Regions from separate parts of the Ovis aries genome. Here region 2 is linked to region 1. A link is a contact called in public Hi-C data. All regions are on one chromosome and are shown on one strand. The core of a region is the stretch at or near the end of the contact, and the rest is flanking DNA. Distances in the headings are between cores, read along the strand shown. Region 1 holds the start of TFF2 (trefoil factor 2). Region 2 has its middle 19 kb from the start of SLC37A1.

Evidence for each region. Hi-C and Micro-C count contacts between places; a contact is called where the count stands out from the background.
Region 2: a Hi-C map of liver shows a contact between it and region 1, with 3 times the contacts expected there. The contact joins the enhancer-like site here to the promoter of TFF2 in region 1. A contact is called at or near these places in 3 of 16 Hi-C or Micro-C datasets (blood and liver).

The regions. Positions count from the first base shown.
Region 1 is chr1:263,295,415-263,302,139 of ARS-UI_Ramb_v3.0, reverse strand. It overlaps TFF2 (trefoil factor 2), which reads left to right and starts at 2,641. Exons shown (of 4, transcript XM_004003362.5): 1 at 2,641-2,759; 2 at 3,400-3,549; 3 at 4,678-4,824; 4 at 5,700-5,898. The coding sequence starts at 2,669. The coding sequence ends at 5,713.
Region 2 is chr1:263,432,430-263,439,154 of ARS-UI_Ramb_v3.0, reverse strand. No RefSeq gene overlaps it. Among named protein-coding and RNA genes, the nearest start is that of SLC37A1, 19 kb to the left of the region's middle. Within about 2 kb of position 2,969, at least 13 of the 54 cell types and tissues checked have an H3K27ac peak or open chromatin away from gene starts, as enhancers often do. A contact at or near this core is called in liver, where this site is marked.

The DNA.
Region 1 (6,725 bases), core at 1,392-3,891:
GGGGGCTAAGAGGAGTCCAGTTCATAAAGGGTCTTGCTTTCCACGCTCAGGAAACGCTTGGGCTTTACCCTTCAGGTTGAGAGGTGTGAGGGGGTGGCAGAGGAGTGACATGTACTGTCCCTTTATAAAGGTAATCAAGGCAGCAGACTTACGTCTGGATGGGGACAAAGCTCTGGCTGAGCGATTAGTTAGTAGACAGTTGTACAAACCAAGGGAGATATCACGAGACTGGACTGGGCTGCAAACACAAATGCTGACAGAGACCAACAGCTGCCAGAGCTAAATAAACCCAGCCAGGTGGGCAGTGGCTGCAGCAGACAGGAGAACTCATGCCCTGCACCAAGAGACCACCGCAGCTTCAGTCACTTTTGGATTCCTTGGAGGATAGGTTGGCAAGTTACAGCTTCCTACAGCTTTTGTCTAAAAGACTTAAAAAAAAAATTTATATTTTGTTTGTTTTGTTCAATTCGGCTGTGAATCTAGACCCACTCTAAATATATATATACACATTTTTTAAAAAGTATTTTGCCTTTATTTTTGAAGGAATTTTCCATGAGTATAGAATTCTGACTTGACAAGGTTTTCTCTTTTAGCACTTAAATATCATTTTGTTGCCTTCCATATTGCATTGTTTCAGATGAGAGATCACTTGTAATTCTTAACATGCTCCCCTGATTGCGGTGCGTCTTCGGGTGCTGTAAAACTTTTTCTTTTTCTTCTTGTTTGTTTGACTTAGTTGCAGAATGCGGGATCTTTTTTTAAGATGCATCTTCAAACAGCCTAGGTGACACTGTGGCTCAAGGTCAGCGTCCAACCCCCAGCCTGACCCCAGGTGATGGGAGCCACCCAACTCCCATCAGAGTCACCCAGCACCGCTTAGAGGTTGTTCTGTGCACACGGTCCACACTCAGGTGGGTGCCGCTCACACAGTAGACACTGCATCTTCCATAATGACTTCCCCACAGGTGGAAGTAGCTTGTCTTGAAGAAAATGTGCCCTTTTCTAAAAGCAAAAACACCATGTGGACGGATGGTGCCCTGGGTGGGAGCCTGAGCAGCTCCACCTCAGATGGAGGCAGAAGGAGCTTCCCAAGGAGGATGCAGGCCAGAGACCAAGGGACTGGTGAGCCGTCTCTTTGGCATGGATCAGCTGGTTTCAGCAGGAATCCTGAAAAGGCCCGGATGGGACAGTGGGAAGTTGGGAAGAGGGAAGAAGCAGAGACGAAAGTGGGGCTGAGAAGCTGGAAGAGAAGACTCAGAGTCCTGTGTCCTGGTAGTGAAGAAGGGTGGCAGAGACACAGGTGGGGAAAGGTGACTTTTTCAAAGTTCGATAAGACAGAGCTCCAGGGCTGCTCGGCAGGGATCTAGGCAGGGGTCCAGTCTGTAGGCGCTGGAACTGGAGCTGGCAGAAGCCCCGAGCATGCAGGTCTGCTCTCCGGACTCGAAGACCCAGAGTTCCAGACCCCATACATCTTCGAGTTCCCGGCTGCTCAAGCCATGCTTGACAGGTTGGTGGCTCCCAGAAGTGCCCCAGAGTTGGGGGACCCGTGAGCTTCCTTGACCTCACCCCATCTCCCCTCTGTTCCCCTGGGGTGCATCCCCCCGTTTCTCTTTTGCCTCTTTGGGTCCCACTTTCAGACCCCTTCCCCTGGAGCACCCCACTCCAGTACTCTTGCCTGGAAAACCCCATGGGCGGAGGAGCCTGGTAGGCTGCAGTCCAGGGGGTCACGAAGAGTCGGACACGACTGAGCGACTTCCCTTTCCCCTGGAGCATCTTATGTTGAGCACAGGCTGGTTAACAGGTGCCATCTTTCAGAAAACAGACAGTTCTCATGGAAGAAAACAAATGGTGGCAGCAGTGGAAAAGAACCCACCTGCCCAAGCTGCGGACTTGAGAGACAGGTTTGCTCCCTGGGCTGGGGAGACCCCCTGGAGGAGGGCATGGCAACCCACTCCAATATTCTTGCCTGGAGAATCCCATGGACAGAGGAGCCTGGTGAGCTACAGTCCGTAAGGCTGCAAAGAGTCAGACATGAATGAAGTGACTTAGCATGCATGCAGGCTTTGCTGACATGAGCTTGTCACTTTTATACTCATCTGAGGCTGTTCATTTTACCCCGTCAGCTTCATCTCCATGGAGATCCATCCCTCCCCCAAGACAGAGATACAGACCAGGGACCAGGAGCCCTGGAGGAGGGTCTCCTGCCATCCTCCCGTTCCTGGAGAAGGGGTCTGCTCTGTCTGCAGTTGGCTCATTTTCCCTGGGAGCCTTGGGCCCAGGACTTAAAAATTCCTGTGGTGTTAGCCGCGTGCTTTATCAGGAGAAATCCCTAACTTCTCCCTTCCTGGGTGGAACCCCGCGAGTGCCCAGCGCCACATGTGCTATCTTCCACGTCGGCATCCTGGCATGACCTGGCTCCCTGCCTGGGGCAGGGGGGTGGCCTGGTTGTGCTTGCGGGGAGCCCAGTGCTCTGCTCTGTCACTCCTACCCCCCCCCCCCCCACCTGCTGGCCAAGCTATCGCAACGCAACTCGTTTTCCTAACAAAGGCCACAAATTGTGCCACAGGCAGAGACGAGGTTATCTTGCTTGCTGAGCAAACAGAGAGAAGCTTATAAGACACCCCTGGCAGCGGGGAGTGTGCGCTCTTCTGGTGGCCCTGGGGTGCAGATGAACGTGAACATGGGACCCCGAGGCACTTGGCTCCTGGCTACGCTTCTCATGCTGGGTTTGTGCGCCCTGGCAGGGGCCCAGAAACCAGGTAAGCGGAGCTTCAGGTCCCTGAGGGGAAGTGGAGCATCTGAGCCAGCGAGCCTGGGAGCCTTCTAGAGCCCAGAGGGTGGGGGTGGCGGGGTGTGAGGTCCTTGCCTCCTGCCCCCTGGGGGTCTCCGTTCGTATTAGTTTCCCTGGAAGTGAAAATGTGGATGGTGGGGAAGGAGGTGGGAAGGTGTCTTAGGACTGGGGGTGGGGGCCATGCAGCCGGCTCCTACGTGCGTCCACCTGCTTCCTGCCATTCAGGGAGGACAGTGGGGGAGGGGGTGAGACTTCCCAGGAGGACCCCCTTCGGGATTGGTCAGGACGGCCTTGGGTGTGGGTGGGCCAGCTGGAGGAGGGGCTGGGTGGGAGGCCCATCGAGGTCTCCCAGGGGCTCCGACTTGCTCACTTTCATCCTGACCTTGGCCTGAGTCCATCTGGCCAGAAGGTTTTATTTTTAAACTAATAAAACACTTTCAGCCAAGCCCTGTCAATTCCTCTGAAGGACGCCGCGTGGTTCAAACACGAGCGAGATAAGACAACCTTTACAAGGCGGGAGCAGAGCTGATGGAGCACCCTGGATGCACTGGCCGGGGGCGGGGGCGGTTTCATGTGGGGGGCGCTGGCTGACCTGGGCTTCTCTGCAGGTGCCTGCCAGTGTTCGCGCCTGAACCCCCACAACAGGGTGAACTGCGGCTTCCCGGGCATCAGTGGTGACGACTGCTTCTCCAGAGGATGCTGCTTCGACTCCAGCGTCGTTGGGGTCCCCTGGTGTTTCAATCCCCTCCCGAAGCAAGGTAACGGGCAAGGTCCCCTCCTGAGCCCTGGCCTGCAGCCCAGGACCCAGCTTCCCCAGGCTCCCTGACCACCCAGGCTAGTCCAAAGGGAAGAGAAAACGCCCTCTGCCTCCTATGTCCACATTAGATCCCGAGGGTGAGCTGTTTGTCCTTTTAGGGAGACTTCAGGGGATCTGACTGCTTGACTGTATTTGAAGGAAGAGCGAGTCTCAGGACCCTCTTGGCTGTGGCTCCTGAACCAGCTTCTAAGGGACATAAAGGCATTAAAATCAGGATGTTATTAACCTAACTTCGAACAGAACCCAAACATTAAGAAATTAAGTTAAGGCTTCTAGAGTCATCTTTTGAGAGTGAGTTTTTCCTGCGCATATTATCAACTTAAAAAGTCACCTGTTTTAAGGCAGGCACACAAAGAGTTATGTCTGCAAAGCAGACCCGTTTGTGTGGAACTCAGTGCCCTGGGTCCCGTCCACACCCCTCAGGGGTGCTGGTTGGAGGCTCCCGGGCTCTGGGGGAAACGGAACCGATGGCAGGTGGTCGGTTTGCCAGGGCTCATCCAGTAGTGGAAGGATCCTTGGGTGTCAACTCTTTGTATTAGTATTAGTCAGTATTAGTCACTCAGTCATGTCTGACTCTTTGCAACCCCACGGACTGTAGCCCACCAGGCTCCTCTGTCCATGAGATTCTTCAGGCAAGAATACTGGAGTGGGTTGCCATTCCCTTCTCCAGGGGATCTTCCCGACCCAGGGATCGAACCCAGGTCTCCTGGATTGCAGGCGGATTCTTTATCACTTAGCCACCAGGGAAGCCACTCAATTCTTGGTCAAATGCTTTATAACTTTAAAGGGTCCTCCCAGGAGGTAGTGTGGGCAACTCCATTTTATAGAGCCATGTCAAGCCCAGGGAGGTGAAGCAACTTTCCCTCTGACTTTGGGCATCAGGAAGAAGGGGTAGCCACTCGCTGGTGCCCACATTTAGTCCAGGGGTGACAGTCCCAGGGGCCCCTGGTGCTACCCTGAACCTGTGAGCTCAAGGTGCTCCCCTAGCGGGATGGTGCGGAGGTGTCTGGCTAATGAACCAGCCTAACTGCATCCCCCTATTGTCCCCAAACCTGGTGGTGCCCTGCAGAGTCGGAGGAGTGTGTCATGGAGGTCTCAGCCCGCAAGGACTGTGGCTACCCCGGCATCAGTCCTGAGGAGTGTGAGTCCCGGAAGTGCTGCTTCTCCGACACCATCCCCCAAGTGCCCTGGTGCTTCTTCCCCATCTCTGTGGAAGGTAACGTTGGAGAACACAGGCAATTGCCCAGACACAGGCAATTCTCAGGGGTACTGGGAGCCGGGGTCGGGGAGGTCCTCAGCTGGCCAGGATGCCCGATGTCAGGTCCCCAAACCCCGCGGGTGGTCAGTTCAGGAAAAACCGTACTCTTGTGGGGGCTCGCCGTTATTGTGAACCATCTCAGAAGTCAATTTGAGAATGTTCTCAACAACGACAGCTTTTTAAAAAAATAAATAGTCTAAGTGCTTGGGTCTTCCCAATGTGTCTTTTGTAATGGTTGTATAAAGCATCTGACCCTCAGCAGCGGCCCCAGGTCCCAGCACAGTTGGCTGGTGTCGCTATTTGGGGTGCTTCTGAATGCCCCGCCCTGCGCTGGGCACCATGGGTAGGATCCAGAGCAAAGCAGATGTGGTCTCTTCTCTTGCGGACCCTGATGCTCTCTCCCGTGACCATGGGTGACAGGTCCTGCCCCAATGCCAGTCCCGGGGGGCCATTTCCTTCCTGCCACCCCCTTACTTACAGTGTGTCCCTGACCCTGAATTTGACAAGGAAAGACCACATGTTTCCAAAAGATGGGAAGAATGCATCAATCCTTTAAGGAAATCAGGATGTTCCAAAGAGCATGGCTTTTTCTTCCAGAAGTTTCCAAGTGATTTTTTGAGTGACCTAAGGGTCTACTTGGAAAACTGCCAATTATTTGAGGAGTATGGACCCCTAGAGGGCATCTGGCCCCAGGGGGCTGTGTTCCCGCAGGCAACTTCTCCAGCAGGGATGGCTGGACTGAGGGCTATAGTTCTGAAAACCCATGGAACCTCTCAGCCTGGATTCCAGGCTTCCTGGCACTCTTACCTACTGTCTTGTGTTTAAATTTCTAGACTGTCATTATTAAGAGGCAGTGACTTCAGAGAACCCTCCAGGCTCCTTGGATTCTCCGAAACAGAAGAAAACTCACCATCTTACAGTTTCGGATTTCATGTTTCCCCAATTCCTGGGTTTTCGTCATCTGCTTTTTATCCCTTTCAATGTCTTCACATATGATTTCTTCAAATAAAGAAAGCCCTTAAAATCTGCTAAGTTCCATGTTGGCTTCATTGACACAGAGGTGTCCAAAGCTTGTGAGCGTGTATGTTTAAGAAAGTTCTTGAGAGTACATATACGCGTTGGGTGTAACTTTAATATTCTTTTATCTGCTATAAGAGCAAGAATTCATTTAATAGGGTCAGGCTACTCTGACAGTGAAAATGTATTGTATGTAAGGAACTTCAGAATCCATGATCCCTTTAAAACACTCATACTTAATCACGGTATAAAAATTCAAAGACTACCCGTAAAAATTGGCTTCTCTGGTGGCTCAGTAGCAAAGAGTGCCCCTGCAGTGCAGGAGACACAGGTTCCATCCCTGAGTCAGAAAGATCCCCTGGAGAAGGAAATGTCAACCACTCCAGTGTTCTTGCCTAGAGAATTCCATGGACAGAGGAGCCTGGCGGGCCATAGTCCATGGGGTTGTAAGAGTCGAACATGACTTAGCTGATAAACCACCACCACCACATCCCTAAAAGCATATTAGAAATTACAGGCTACTCTTGGAGTAACAAACAATTTCAGATTGTAATTACAAAATTGCTTTTTACAAATGCATCACTGAGTGCTTGCTTTTGAAATTCATGTAAGTCACCCCAATATTGCTTCCAAAATTGAGCGGGGGACTTGGGCTTCTGTGCAGTCTCCCCTCGGCCTGGGAGTGAGCAGCTGAAGCACTGTGCTGTGGTTTGAGAGCTGTTCTAAAGAGGAAGTTTGAAACTTTCATCAAGGCTTCTATGCGGCCTATGGGAAGGTCGTGGCATGAAAGATATTTCGGGCACCTTGGTGAAGTGTTCCTGACATTCTGCCACTCAGGGGTG
Region 2 (6,725 bases), core at 1,720-4,219, 140 kb before region 1:
GAAGCTTTCTCACTTTAATAAAACTCTGCTCCCATCTGAGACACTGAGCATCATTCATGGGTTTATTGGATATTTACATATCGCTCTTTGTTAAATGTTTGTTCAATATTTTCCCAGTTTTTTAAATTGGCTTGTCTCACTTTTTTTGATTTTTAAAAGTTCTTATCTCTTTGGATTTAACCCTCCATCAGACATGTTTTCATTCAGTCTGTGGCTTGCTTCTTTGTTTTCCTGACCATCCTTGATGAGAAGAAGTTCGAAATTCTGATGGATCTAATCTGGGCAGACGTATCCACAGAATTTGCGGCTCCTCCTTTCTGGCTTTTTCTGCTCCTGGAGTCTCTGCTCACCTTCCAGTAGTTGTGGTAGCCCTGAACTTGGTCCCCTGGCTCTTCAGATCAGAGGAGTGCTGTTTGGCATCCAGTCGCTCTGCGTGGCCACCACTGCCCTGGGCCAAAGTCATTATCTCCCACCAGAGACAGCATCTGATCCCACAGGGGAAGGACTCAGTCCCATGAGACTGCCTGGCCCTCCAGCAGATGCTGAAGGCCAGGAGTGGGTCCCCAGCTGACCCACAACTTCTGTCTGACATTGCTACAAATCAGAGGTATCCATGACCCACCTCCCTTCTGGATGCAATAACTTTCAAGAACCGCTCACAGGACTCAGGGAAGCACATTTACCAGTTTATTAAAGGACGAGATAAGAGAAGCAGATTAACGCCCAGAGGAACAGGTACAAGGCTCTTGAGCACAGGAGTTTCTGAACCCATGGAATTGGGGTGCATCACGCTCCAGAAGAGCCAACTGGAAGAGCCTCAAACCTCATCCTGTTGGAATGTTATGGAGGCTTCCTCACATACGCACCATCAATCATTAACTCCATTTCCAGCCCCCATCCCATCTCTGGAGAACTGCGGGGAGCAGGGGCTGAAAACTCCAAGCTTCTCATCCTGGCTGGTCTTTCTGGTAAGATCAGCTCCCATTCAGGAGCCACCCAGAGTCATCTCATTGGAAGAAAAGACCCTCCCATCACCCAGGAAATTTCAAGGGATTTAGGAGCTCTGTGTCAAGAACTGGGGTCAAAGACCAAACATTAGAACAATGATGCTCCTAGTTATTTTATCACCAAGAAAATGACTAGGGTTTCAGTAACCCTGTGCCTGGAACAGAGACCAATTTATAGATTTTCTACTATTTCATCTTTACCTTCCACCTCTTCACAAAGGCCTCCTTTGACCTGCTTTCTTCTAGACCCCTCCTTGATGTCCTGTCTCCTAGCCCTCTTTCGTTTTTCTTTATGCCTTTCCCATAATTTTCAATTCATTCATCCAGCAAGTATTTCCTGAAAGCCAGCTGCCTGCCAGGCAGTGTGCTGGAGGTGGGGCTTGGAGTGGGCCGCTTGTTGCTAGGATCCCCTTTACACAGTGAAGCAAGAGCAGTCTGGCTTCTTTGACCGTGTTAGCCAGTGCACTGGCCACCGAAAGAAGGCTTCCTCACTCAACACCGAGCCCTGGGCAGTGCTGGCACCTTTCCGTCTTTGACCATCATGCCCGCACTTCTGGCAGTCAGTTTTTCTGACTGTCAAATTTTCTGCAATACAATACAAGCCTGCTGCCAACAGATGCCGAAGTGAAAATTCCAGTCTTGCAAAAGACATAAGATTTCATGGAATCGATTAAGGTTGGAGGACTGCTCAAATCACAAACAAAACTACTGGGAGAGGTGCTGGCAAAGTTAGACTGAATTACAATCGGGTATAAGACCGCCTGGAAGAGGGCATGGCAACCCACTCCAGTATTCTTGCCTGGAGAAGTCCACAGACAGAGGAGCCTGGCAGACTACAGTCCATGGGGTTGCAAGGAGTCAGACATGACTGAAGCGACTTGGCATGCACGGGAGACCACCGACAAAGGAGACATAATAAGGCCTTCAAAACACAGCAGCTTTAATTCAAAGGAGAATGAAGAGCTCTTGGGAAAAATCACAGGCCAAACATTTCTGTGAAAAGGATCACCCTGGTGCACGTACTCTGTTGGTCAGTCACAGGATCTACAATGATGTGATGCTCTCAAAAACTTTGCCAGAACCATTATGAGAGCCCCACTGCCATCGCTCACTTTGGCTTATTCCTTATTCCAAGAATTTGAGCAGAAATGCAGTTTTGCCTAATTTACCTTTGGGTAAAAACCAGATAAGACTAACCCATGTTCATAATTTTTAGTTTATCAAGCCAGAGTCTAAATCAAAACCCATTTTTTTCACTCGTTACTTGAATTTTGGTTTCCGTTTCAGTTGGACTGTCTTTGTGGTCAGGAGAACTTCCTGATGAATTTTTAAATAATTGCTTTTGGAATGACCATCAGCCCCACTGAGATGAAAGGCCATGAGTGCACAGCCCTCTGAGATCAGGATCCCAGAAAGAAACAGATGGCTCTTTCAAAACAGGATCATTGGAGGGCACACCTAACAAAGGACCATCCTGAGGGGTGCAGGGAACTGACTGAGGGCCAGGAACTGGGCTGCAGTCCTGGGATTTCCAAGCCTTCATCTGCTGAGCAGGACTTAGCAGGCAGGCATCTCTTTTCTGCAGGTCTAGGGACCCTGTGAGCAAGGAGCCAGCAACATGGTTGCCCTGCTGTCCCTGGGCCTCCTCCCTGGTGGTTGGGCACTGCTCTCTTCATGGGGGCCCCATTATTCCCACCAAGATGGGGAATTCAGCCCCAACTTCACTTCCAGCTTGGAGAGGACAGACTCCCGCAGCTCCTTAAGGATGCTTTTTTTTTTTTTTTTGCCATCTGGCCTCTAGGGAGAGGGCTGCAATTAGGGGCTGGCTGAGTCAGCTTCGAACAGCAGACCCATTTCCACAGTTCTATTTCCCTGAGCCTTTGGCCTCTGTTCTGCACAGCAGGCCAGGGATTTCAAGCAGTTTTACCTCATTAATTCTAAACCACCCATGTTCAGGCTTCAGTGAGTCAACCTGGTAGATTATTAAACACCCTCTCAGGGCTTGAGCCAAATGCAAACCCCAGATGAGAGAACCTGTAAACATTCCAGCCAAATATAGGTGTTTTTCCATCCACTTGGTCCAGTAGTCTGACTCCACGTCCACGTGGCCCCCCAGGCTCTGCTGGTGGCACCAGGTGGACCTGTGATCCTCTCCCTGGGGGTGCCATCTCCCGCCCCCGCTCCAGTGTGTATGCGGGGGTGTCCTGTGCTTCATTCCCTGGGCTCTGCTGGCCTCAGCTCTCTTCTAGGTCTTGGGGCGTGAGAGGCGGTGGGTGGGTCCTGGGCAGAACAGCCATCAGATTGCAAAGCCACCTGCCCCCAGCAAGTGCTGAAAGGCTTTAAGAACAGAGGTTGGCTTCCCTAAGGGAGGGACACACAGGAGTGAAGGAGCGAGGCTTGGGGGGAGGAGAAGGCGAGTGGAGCTTCCAGCGGGGTCCACGCAGGTCAGAGACATCCAGCTCTGCACCTGCGAACCCAGCCCTCACCACAGACTCTGGCACCACGTGCACACGCAACAGTCAACCTTGCAGGTTTGGGCAAGAGTTGTTTTAGGAGCCCCACAGCGCAGGCGCCGTCCCACCTACCCAGGCAGGCCCGAAGCAGCATTGCGCATGCGTGCTTCAGGCTCCTTGCTGCCGGTTGCGTTCCACTTGGTCGTCTGTCTTTCTGTCTTCTTCCTCAGACATCTGGAGGAAGATAAGAAAATGACCATTAGTTGAAATGCGGTCTATGCCTCTGAAAGAAAGTGAAACTGAAGTCACTCAGTCGTGTCCGACTCTTTGTGACCTCGTGAACTGTAGCCTACCAAGCTCCTCTGTCCATGGGATTCTCCAGGCAAGAATACTGGAGTGGGTTGCCATTTCCTTCTCCAGGGGATCTTCCCGACCCAGGAATCGAACCCGGGTTTCCTGGGTTTCCCGCATTGGAGACAGACGCTTTAACCTCTGAGCCACCAGGGAAGCTATCTTCCCTAAATTCAGGGTCTTCTTTTGCTGAGACTTAAAGAAAAAAAGGAATAAGTGGTTTGCTTAAGGCTCCACCCAAGCAGCCCCACTTTCCGTTGGGTCCCTGGGAGTCCCATCCGGGAGCAAAAATCTTTGCACCCTTCCCCCGCGGCCTGGGGGCAGTCCCCAGGGGGCCTCTCGCCAAGACCACGTGTTGATGCTGGTCCTGTGAAAACAAAGCTGGCCTCCTGCAGGCTCATCAAACACGGCTTTAACAATTGCAATATTGTAATTGTAACTACCCGGATTACAATTATTGTAATCCGGGTAAGTATGCAGTAATTTATTTTCCCATAACTGAATTTTGGCAGGAACAACTTACTGGTTAGTCTTTACTGAGCTCTTGGGAGTATCCTCAAACTCCCAGGAACCCCCATGAAGGGTGGATGGGGTCCCAGGAGCTTCTCTGGGGAGAGGGGTCATTGCAGTGCAGAGCCTCAGACTGCAAGGTGGTGTGTGCATTTTTGAATTTCCATGTAGTGAAGACCTTGTTATTTCTTCATCAAAATTGTAAGAAGGAACAAATATGCACATATGTAAATACATGATGTACACGATAAGTATATATGTATATGTATGCATATATATGTCACGTCATGAGACCATTTTCTTGTCATATAGTGTCTTGCCTTTGAGCAAATCTGACCTGCTGGCCTCAGTTCTCTTCTAGGGCTGGGGGTGTGAGAGGTGGTGGGTGGGTCCTGGGCAGAATGGGACATGGATACCTATCACCAACCTCAAAGGGCCAGCTTTCCTAATGGAGTTGCAATGGGATTCTTTTACAAAGCTAAATTCCCTCACTGCAGTGGTTCTCAAACTTCAGTGTGTACTGGAATCTCCTGGAGGGTTGTAAAAACAGATTACCCTTCTCCACCCGAGTTTCTGATTCACTGAGTCTGCGGTGGGCCCCAGTGTGTTTGTTTGTCACAAGTTCTCAGGGGATGCAGGTGCTGTTGGTCCAGGTGTTGCAGGAAGGGGGACCCCTGCCAGGGCCCGAAAGGGGGCTCTTGTCTAACCTTCAGAAATGAATTGTCTGAAGAGACACACATGCTGATGAAGCCAGAGACTTTATTGGGAAGGGGCACCCAGGTGGAGAGCAGTAGGGTAAGGGAACCCAGGACTGCTCTGCCACGTGGCTCACAGTCTCGGTGTATTGCTAATCCTGTTCACAGTGCCGACCGTCTTGGGGTTCACACTGTTTGCTGAACCCAGGGTAGGCAAGGTGTGAGCTAAGAGGCTGGAAGGAGACTCGAGGAGCCATAGGAACTGCAGACACATTTATTCTCTCCTGACTGACGCAGCAGTCATCGCAGTAGACATGCTATCTTCTCTCCTCCCGTGGCTGACCCAACAGACACAGCTGTGACGCAGCAGCAATCGCCCCTGCTTTCTAGGTAGAGCTCACACAGGCACACAGCCCAAGGCAGCTGTGACCAAGCAGGTACCTTGTGACACGCATTCCCAGGGCTATAAGGGATCTCTGCTGTTACATAATCATTATTTACAAAACGGGGGCAAGAGCGAGAGGCCACGGGACGAGAGAGCCTGACCATGCCATCTTGGCTAATTTGCTCTTTCCCTACGCTCGGGTTTTATGGTGATGGCATTAGTTTCCGGTTGTCTCTGGCCAATCATTCTGACCCAGGGTGCTTCCTGGTGGTGCCTGCATTGCTCAGCCAAGACGGATGCCAGCAAGGAGGATTCTGGGAGGTGGTGGGACATGAGGTGTCTCCTTTTGACCTTTCCCCAGTTCTTCCGGTTGGTGGTGGCTTATTAATTCCACGTTCCTTACCAGTACTGCCTGTCATAAAATGACTCACGCAAATGGTTACTGTGGTGCCTGGGCAGGGTGAGCAGTTTCAGTCAATGTGCTTCTCCTAACGCAGGGACCACACTTTGAGAACCACTGTCTTAGGGCACTTATAACACGGCTCAGAGTCATGGTGGTCAGGACGAAGGCAGATGCGTCCCAAGCATCAGAATTCAGACACCAGCCTTGCAGCCAGCTGGCATCATGATCGCTGCATGTTACTTATTTTTTTTTTTTTCACTGTATATCTCAAAGAGTTGCCTTGAGGATTGAATGAGAAAATGTAGGTAATATGGTTATGTACCATGATGAACAGTCATTACTGTAGCTGTGTGATTAAGTCCACTCACATTCCTTTTATACACCAGTGATCCAGAATATATCTGCTGAATGAAATAAATTTATTTGAAAACAATATTCTAGAATTTAGATGAAAGTATGTGAAACAACTTACACTAAATTACTGGATTGTATTGCCTTTTGCAAGTTTAATATAAAAATATTTTTCATAAGTGTCACAAAATTATGAAGTCATCAGCTATATAAAGTCATAAAATGTATTGTAAGTGGGCTATTTTAGGTTTATCACCACAATAAAACCAACTACTGAAATAAAATTATAAGCCACTCTACTCAAGGGATTCTTTTATTTGCTTTTTCCATGACCACGATTTGCAGAATGGACTGTGATCAAAATATTGCTTGAAATACGCACAGGATGGGTAGCTCATGTCCCATCCATATCCCATCACAGTGAGGAGTACACGTGTCTGAATAACTCTGAAGTGCACACTGCAGGGAGGTGTGTGCAAGTGGGGCTGGGGAGTAAGGGGTGGGTGGTGGCCAAGGGGTTGTTGCTCTTATTATTTAGTCACTAAGTTGTATCCGACTCTTTGTGACCCC